Linked DNA regions of Zea mays: region 2 is linked to region 1. The links are chromatin contacts, called in public Hi-C maps. All regions are on one chromosome and are shown on one strand. The core of a region is the stretch at or near the end of the contact, and the rest is flanking DNA. Distances in the headings are between cores, read along the strand shown.

What was found. Hi-C and Micro-C count contacts between places; a contact is called where the count stands out from the background.
Region 2: a contact with region 1 is called in a Hi-C map of leaf, with 5 times the contacts expected there. The contact joins the promoter of LOC103627748 here to the promoter of LOC103628856 in region 1. A contact is called at or near these places in 8 of 25 Hi-C or Micro-C datasets (bundle sheath, ear, leaf and 3 more).

What each region holds. Positions count from the first base shown.
Region 1 is chr5:216,079,569-216,084,249 of Zm-B73-REFERENCE-NAM-5.0, reverse strand. LOC103628856 (exocyst complex component SEC6) reads left to right here and starts at 1,748. Exons shown (of 25, transcript XM_020538694.2): 1 at 1,748-2,089; 2 at 3,830-3,868; 3 at 4,024-4,112; 4 at 4,248-4,338; 5 at 4,485-4,574. The coding sequence starts at 1,967.
Region 2 is chr5:216,315,440-216,320,185 of Zm-B73-REFERENCE-NAM-5.0, reverse strand. It overlaps LOC103627748 (ATP synthase delta chain, chloroplastic), which reads right to left and starts at 1,641. Exons shown (of 2, transcript NM_001320850.1): 1 at 662-1,641; 2 at 1-105. The coding sequence starts at 1,448. The coding sequence ends at 702.

The DNA.
Region 1 (4,681 bases), core at 499-2,998:
TGACTTAGAGATAGGAATTTGAGTTTTGATTTGCAAAACAAACCAAGTGGTGGCATAGAGTGATCCATATATGTCAAATTGAATCAAAACAATTTTGAGTCTTATTTGAATTGTTTTTGTACTTGTTCTACTTGCTTTATGTTGTGTTGGCATAAATCACCAAAAAGGGGGAGATTGAAAGGGAAATGTGCCCTTGGGCCATTTCTAAGTGTTTTGGTGATTTAGTGTCCAACACAAGTGTCTAAGTCTAAAAAAGGTGGACAAAGTACAAATCAAGAATAAAGGTGTGTTTCTCAGACTTAGTACATTGTTTTATGGACTAATGTATTGTGTCTAAGTGCTGGAAACAGGAAAAATCAAATTGGAAATGTCTTGGCTCGAGCAGCCAAGAATCTGCTGAGTCTGGGAGCACCGGACTGTCCGGTGGTGCACCGGACAGTGTTCGGTGCGCCAGGCTGGCTCGAGCGAAGTGGCCGCTCTCGGGAATTCACCGGCGACGTACGGCTAAAATTCACCGGACTGTCCGGTGTGCACCGGACTGTCCGGTGAGCCAACGGTCGGCCGAGCCAACGGTCGGCCGCGCAATCTGCGCGAGACACGTGGTTGAGCCAACGGCTAGAAGATGGCACCAGACTGTCCGGTGTGCACCGGACATGTCCGGTGCACCAACGGCTCCAAGTCTGCCAACGGTCGGCTTCGCTATTTAAGGAAGGAAATCAGGCACCGGACAGTGTCCGGTGTGCACCGGACTGTCCGGTGCCCCCGATGACAGAAGGCAATAATGGCTTTCCAGATTTGTGCTCAACGGCTCATAGCTGCCTTGGGGCTATAAAAGGGACCCCTAGGCGCATGGAGGAGAACACCAAGCATCCTTTGAGCATTGTTGATCACTCACACTTCATTCTTGCGCACTTGTTCGACATTCTAGTGATTTGAGCTCCGTTCTAGTGTGCTAGTCTCTTGAGCTCAAGTCTGGGTTTTGTGTGTGCGTATTCGTTGTGATCTTTGTGTCGTGTGTGAGTTGCTAATCCCTCCCTTGCTCCGTGATTCTTTGTGAACATCTTTTGCAAATGCGAGAGGCTCCAAGCTGTGGAGATTCCTCGCAAGTGGGATTAAGAAAAGCAAAGCAACACCGTGGTATTCAAGTTGGTCTTTGGACCGCTTGAGAGGGGTTGATTGCAACCCTCGTCCGTTGGGACGCCACAACGTGGAGTAGGCAAGCGTTGGTCTTGGCCGAACCACGGGATAACCACCGTGCCATCTCTGTGATTGATATCTCTTGGTTATTGTGTTGTGTTGAGATCCTTCTCTAGCCGAGCCATTGGCAATTTTGCCATTATCATTTGTGGGCTTCGCCAATATGCCATCGGACCCACAAATCATAGACACAGACGGTCCCACCAATCATAGACACGGGATGGCATAATAACAGGCAGCCAAAATTGAGAGTGGCAAAATAGCAAATTTCTCTCTCTAGCCACTTGGCAAATTACTGTGCTAACAATTAATCAAGTTTTGTGGCTTAAGATTTTGAAGTGTTACAGGATCACCTATTCACCCCCTCTAGGTGCTCTCAATTATTAACAAATAAAATGTTGTAAATGATGTAGAAACTAATTTAAGATATTAGTATGTTTGAGTCTCTTTATGGTATATCTTATATTTCTCTGATAAAACTTTTAAAAATTGGATATTGCTGAAGTTTGTTATAGATTAATCTCTATATTTCAAGATAGAGTATTGATTTAAGTTACTGTCCGATATTTAAAATGGGATACACCCAATTCTTGCTTCAACCACCAGCACCAGGACGGAAGCCCACACCATACCATACCATATCACACCAGCCTTCCTCGCGATCTCTCCGTCTCCCGTCCCCACCGCGCCCTCCTCCCCACCGGATTCGGAGGCGATTCACGGGGCCGGTGCGCAGGTTGCTGCTGCGCATCCGCGGAGGTTGACTACCATGGAGGATCTGGGCATCGAGGCGAAGGAGGCCGCGGTGCGCGAGGTGGCGAAGCTGCTCCCGCTCCCGGAGCTCCTCTCTTCTATCGCCTCCATTAAATCTGACTACCTCGCGCGGCAGCAGGTGACGTGATCCACCCCGATACCTCACAATTCTACTCGCGGCGCTGCCGCTAATTGCAACGGAATCTGAGTTGGGCAAATCCGGATTCTCATTTTCAATCTGGTCGCACGGACCTCTCCATGTAGTTTTTGTCCTTCGTTCCGAACCCAAATACGCTGTTCTGTTATGGTTGGAATTTAGTCATGACGTGAATCTTAGTCTTGTTCCCAGCTTATTGTGACCACATTCGCGAAATTACGACTAATGACTAAGTTATTATGTGCCATGAGCTTTCTTATAGTACCACATCTAGGAGTGGGTGACTGTGTTCAATTCTATCTGCAGTCAATATAGGCAATATGTTCATGCGAATCGGCGATGTGAGATGACACTATGTGCTGCAATATTCTGGGCTAGCTCAAATATTTAGCTGAATCAGAGATCTCTCTGGTTATGGTGAAGTCTTGCACAATTTTTTTAAACAATTTATCTTTTATGCAAAGCTGGAACTGATAAGTTTAAAAGCACAGACAATTGGTTCAAACCTTGATGAGCTATCTTCAGCTTTGATATATACGGTTGTTTCTGTTCAGCAGTGTCAGACTAAGGTGCTAGCAAGCTGTTACAGTGTTATGTTAATATAGTTTGATACTCACGCTTTCAGTTATTTATCTGGAACTCACATTCCTTCCATACAAGTTATATTTAAAATTTGATTAACAAATATGGCTAGTGGAGAGATAAACCTGAACAAAACAATGAGATGACATGATTGGGGCCTTTCCCTCTTTTCGTTTGCTTGCTTTTTTGTCAGTCTACCTGCTTTTGTATTTCACTTTAGGACAATGTTTGAACTGTAAACATACAAAATTCAACCTGCTAATTTGAAATATTTTTCAGTTTCCACACCAACTAAAAATCAAATGCACATTGACCATTGAAGTATCTCCTGTCTTCCATTGACAAACAACAAATAACAAAATGCCTTTTCTTAGCCCTAAGCTGGTTGAGGTGGGATTTTGTTTATCTAGTCACCCTGCTTTTATGCTTGTTCTATTTCTTTGTATTTTGTTTTCTTGACTATAAGCTAGCTACATATTGGGGTTGCCTCAGGCTATTGTTGAAAATATTTAGAGGCGTTTGGACGTAGATATTGGAGGTGCTGGAATTGAACTGTATGCAGTACCAAATCAGCCTTGTTTTGGAAATGACTTACAATGGCAAATGTACCATTTGGATGTACACGTGGAGAGGGTTGGGGCGGCGAGGAAGGTGTCAGGGTTGGGGCTCAGGGCACATGCATGGAGAGGAACAGGGCAGCAAGGAATGCGACGGGGTTGGGGCGGCGGGTAAGGCGCCCAATTTCACCCAATACGGAGCCTCACCCATTTGTATTGGGAGAAGCCACTTCTAGTTGTAGTCTAATACCATGGAATTAGGATTGTAATTCCAAATCTCAATACCACGACATCCAAACAGCAGAATTAGGGAAACCTGATTCCAATTCCCTATTTCTAGCTCCTATATCTACATCCAAATGGGGTGTTAGAGAATACTTACAGAAGATGTTTAAATTAGATTGGTCATCTCATAAAATGGCTTGAGCCACAGAAGAAAGCATGCTAAAATATAATGTGTTATATAGAAAATGATCTGGACATATGCAAGTGCAATATCTTCTTGAGATTTTATCATCACATTCACTATTTCAACCACTTTGTGAACATTTTTGTTGTCTGACTATCTTTTACAAATTTTCAGACAAATGATGCACAACTCAGTACAATGGTGGCAGAACAGGTATTTTCCTTAATGTCTGCTATGAGCAGGCAAACTTCTTAACTGAACTATCTTCAGTTATATTACGTTAATATTGCCACACATCATCTATGCATATCCCCCTTCATGTGTGTCAGCTGGATGATTTATTTCTGGATATGCTTGAAAACTAACAGGTCGAGCAAGCCCATGCTGGCATCAATGCTCTAGCATTATCTCAGGAAACAATAAACAAACTACGTGAAAACTTCATTGATATAGACAAGTAAGCTATGTATCTTGATTTTTACATTTTTCACATTCTCTTGCTTGACTGATATAGACTAGCATACTTCCAAAGTTTACATGTTTCCTCTTCATTTCTTGCTCCTACTATTATTAATTCATTAATTGCTTGCAGGTTGTGTCAAGAGTGTCAAACTTTAATCGAGAACCATGACAAGATCAAGCTTCTTAGCAATGCAAGAAACAATTTGAACACAACTCTAAAGGTTTGCTAAACCAAATTTGGTGGCACCATTGTATTTTTACTCCCTTGAATCATGCTATTTGTGTTTTCTTAGTTATGAAAAGATAAGCTAACCACGTTACTGGACCATGAAAACCTAATTAAATGTACTTGTTTGTATGCTGGTAGGATATGGGAGGTATGATGTCTATTTCTGTTGAGGCTGCTGCAGCACGCGACTCATTAAGCAACGACAAGGAGTTAATTCACACTTATGAGGTTGATTTTTCTTCTTCCTTGACTTATCAGTCAAAATTATCGGATGCGCTAATGGTAATTTTCTATTTATCTGACTCGTCCTTTTCATCTTGCTTGTGTTGAAATTA
Region 2 (4,746 bases), core at 392-2,891, 240 kb before region 1:
CATATATGTATCGGAGATTTGGAGCCACCACCGTTGATCCGCAGGTCTGAGTGACTGAAGGGGACAGGGCCAACATTCCCGCTTGGTTCCTTGAGACAGTAGCAGCTGCAAAGATGGAAAACCATTCCAGATCAGATTAATTCCCGAACAAATTGGCAATTCTGCAGCTCTAGGGAAGTTTGTAAATTTTGATTGCAAGCCTGGATGGAATATCCAAGTAAGAATCTTGGGCGTTTTGGTCGATATATGGGAATGGATTACTTGTGTGAGCATTCTGTACATTCTTCTTTCTGCTGAAGAATAATCACATCATTTCGAACCGTTTAATGCCCTCTTTGGAATGCGGGATGTTTTTGCTTGTGAAACTCGAAATTCCTGCGTTGCGTTCCAAGGGAGCACTGCAGTTATAGGAACTGGACACTAGTTTCTCTACTTCCTACACCGTTCATGTGAAATTTATGGTCACATCCTCCTCATTTCTATCACTTTCCTTATTTGAAACCAAATTTCTTGAATCCGGTATGCAGTGTATTCACCATTCATTCAAATATGAATCCTAAAATCCAGGTATGCAGCATTCACCATTCACTCAAAACATTCAACAACCAGAGAATGATACAGATGAATAGCAGAGCAGGGAGAGAGGCAGCAGAAAAAGGACCTATAGCTTCGAGGGCGAGGATGGACGCCTCAAGCCGGCCTCAGACTTCGAGCGGGACGGCGGGCAACTCGAACTCGGACGCGATCTCCTCGATCTGCTTCCGGACGCTCATGTCGATCAAGTTGGAGCCGTCGCGGCCGTACTGCACGGTGAAGCCGGCGATGAGCGCCGGGTCGAGCTGCGTCTTGAGGCGGACGTTCTTGGCGCCGGTCATCTTCTGGACGTGCTGCGCGATCTGCGCGAGGTCCTGCGACTCGAGCTGCACGACGGAGGTGACGGTGGCGACCTCGGTGCCGGTGAGCGAGTTGTAGACGTTCTCGAACTCGACGACGATCTGCGGCACGATGGACGCGCGGAAGTTGTCGACGACGACGTTGAGGAAGTTGACGACGTGCGGCTGCAGCTCGGACGACTTGGCGATCTCGCCGATGAGCTCGGCCTTCTCCTCGCGCGGGACGGTGGGGTTGTCGAAGAACTCGGCGACGGCCTCGTCGGCGAAGATCTTCTCCAGCTTCTCGAGGTCGGAGACCGTCTGCTCGAGGGTGCCGTTCTCGACGGCCACCTCCGACAGCGCGGACGCGTAGCTCTCCGCCGCGGCCTCGGCCGCGGCGCGGGGCCTGGCGAGGTCCCCGCGGCGGCGGCGGGGCGGGGCCAGGCGGAGGGAGGGGAGCCCCCGCGCCACGCTGGAGAAAGAGGCGGACCGGGGAGCCGATGGAGTCGCGCCGGAAGAGGCGGCGGCGGCGGCGGCGGGGCGGAGGGTGAAGGAGGCGAGGCGGAGCGCGGCCATCGCGTCGCGGAGCGTGCGGTCGGAGAGTGGACTCGTGGGGGAGTGCGGCCTCGCTCTTGTTCGGGAATCGGGACGGGACTAGGGAGGTGAGGTCTGGGGGGACGAGGAAGAGGAGGGCTTTGGGGGTGGGGAGCGGACGGACGGGATCGGGAGACCGCCAGATCGCACGGCGGTGGGGCTGGAGGGCGTCGCGTGGCCGGAGACATGTGGCTGGTGGTGGGATGAGGTGGATAAGAAATGGATGATGATTGTGCGTGTGCGTGCCGATGGCAGCACGATAGATGGCGGCTGCGCTGGGGCCTGAGGATTGGCTGTGGACTGTGGTTGAGGAAGTGAATACGGAAAAAAAAATGTGAAGCAACTGTCTCTGTTCCACGTTGACATCAGTCAAATTTTTTGTAGCCTGAACCCACTTTCAATTGGGGAAAATGCAACTGCAAGTTTCTGCTGGCGAATGGAGAGGAAGAAACGCAGAATTGAGTTGTCAAACAGGCTTGGCTTGATCCAAGCTTCGTACGGAGTATCTGCCATTGCTGGGACATCGGTATCAATATCAATAGTATAGCGTACCTTAATTGCGAATTCTCGTGTTTTCTGTTTCTCTCTGTATTGTGATGATTAGGACCATATGTTCACTGAAAACTGAATTCCGATGTTTTGACATAGCTGCTGCAAGTTCTTCGCTTAAAAAATCATAATACAGTTACTGCCACTGCGACTGCGACTGAGACTGACACATCTACTTTTATGTTGTGGATGGGTTTAAATTTTTATGCCAACTCATCATATGCACTAACTTGTCATAATGGTAAATACGAATCAAATTCAGATAAAACTATCACTCCATCAGTGCGTGTGTGTGCACGCGAGTGCCTCCGTCCACCCCCAGCTCCATCCATCAGTACTAGTTTGGAAACTCAAATCCCCTTCAGGATTGAAGGAGATTGGAGTGAAAACTAGTTCATTTTCACCTTAATCTCCTTCAATCCCGAAGAAGATTTGAGGTTTCCAAAGTAATCCACAGTCTATTTATGTGGACTGGATGTAAGGGACTATTTGTGTGAATGGCGCTGAAGCTCGTGTTCCGAACATGTCAGAGTCTCATAGTTGCACATTGGCATTCTATTTCTAGCACAAAATGTCAATCACTTTGGGTAAAATTCGATTAACATGACACAAAACGACATTTTTCTTGGATAGCCTTAGAGGGCGTTTAGTTTTTATGGACTAATTTTTAGGCCTCTTGTTTTTGAGACTAAAGATTAGTCACTTCATTCTAGTCTTATTTAGTCTCTAAATTGTTAAATGACGGGGACTAAAACAATAACTAAATTGCTTTAGTCTCTAGTCCCTCAAGGAATGACTAAAAGAGACTAAAGCATATTAATTTCACTTTTTGCCCCTCATTTATTTCAGTTACGCTAATTGCGACATAATACTAGAGAGATTTTGGTCTTCTTATGATTCATTTAATGTGCTCTGAATACTTTTAGTCCCTACAACCAAACAAGATAGAGACTAAACTTGAGTCCCATAACTACACTTTAGTTCCTAGAATAAAGGAACCAAACAGTCACTTAGTTTCTCTATTTTATTTCATTTTAGTCACAAAATTGCTAAATACAAAAACTAACACTCTAGTTTAGTTTTTGTATTTGATAGTTTAAGGATTAAAATAGAATAAAATAGAAAGATTACAAATTAGTCCCTGAAAACCAAACACCCCTTAGGAAACCATCATGAACTGTTTTGGATTGAGAAAGCGATGGAATGCACGCAGCATATGGTTAGAGGAAAGGCAGAAGCACTTGATGCAGTGACTTCTGATTACATCCATAACTGAAAGCCCCGATAACTGGTATTCGATGTTCACCTAGCTAAGAATATATTCAAAGACCCATAGTTCGTTGGTGATCATCACAAAAAAAGAACCATGACAGAAACTAACATAAATTTCTAAATCGACCATATCATTATGCATACCAGTAGCATGAGTTGAAGCATGATAAAATTCATCATCTGTATCCAAAACAAAGGTATGTAAAACTGACAGCATCGTGCTTTGGTCATCATAAGTTCCAACTCAGTATACTGAAGAGTTTGTGATCCAAATTCTGCATATGGAGGTTGTGTTGGCGAGCGGAGGGGAGGTCCATCACCGGGAGGCTTGGGCTGGAGCGGAGGTCAAAGAGTGACTTGTTGGATATGTTGATTCTGATCATAGAGCAGATTTGGACAAGAGAAGATCATTGATAGGTTATGTATTCACAGTTAGTGGATGTGCAGTCAGTTGGAGGGTTTGTCTATAACCCATAGTTGCTTTGTTTAGTACAGAGGCAGAGTATGTTGTAGCTTGTGATGCTAGCAAGAAGACCGTTTAGTTGAAAGGTATATATGCTAAGTTTTGTAAAGATACATCTTGTATTACATTGTTTTGTGACAGTCAGAGTGCTATTTGCCTTACAAAGGATCAAATGTTTCATGAGAGTACAAAGCACATTGACATTAAGTATCATATATCCAAAAATAGTTGTAAAAGGTAAATTGAGGGTTTGCAAGATCAGTACACACTTTAATCCAACTGACATGATGACTAAACATGTTCCTAGGGCTAAGTTTGAGCTTTGCTCGAACTTAGTTGGTATAATTGTTTAGCCCTAGTGACTATGTTGGCACTAGCAATTTGTTCCTTCTATTATTCATAAAGTTGATTACAAGTTTTGGCTACAAGATGGAAATTGTTGAATTTGTGATCCAAATCCTACATATGGAGACCAGTCAACGGAAGGCTTGGGCCGGACTCTAATTAGGGTTTGCTGCGAGTCATTATTATTCATCCTCTTGTTAACCGTCGTCTACGTACAGCGCTCCGTAAACACTCCATGTATAGTGAATATTTTGTCTGGTGATTGTAGCACGCAAAATCACATTTTTGTGATTTACATTTGAGATAAAACGACTTCTAATTATGAATTCATTCCATTATAAATTACATCTAGTTTAAACAAATAATAACAATAAGAGTTCGATATTCAAAACTTAAATTCAAATCTTCGAACTAAAGGTTGGAACCATAAATAAAGAATGACTTTCTATCTATTTATTATTCCCTTTTACATATAAAATCACTCTTTAAAAATAGTCAAAATAAAATAACTTATGGGAAAGAATATATGTTAATAGCCATTTTTGAGTAACTTTTACTTTGATGATATATTCAAATATAATGGTTTCATAAAACAAGTAATGTGTGTGCATTTCATATTAGAAACATTACCTAGATAAATAAATAAATAAA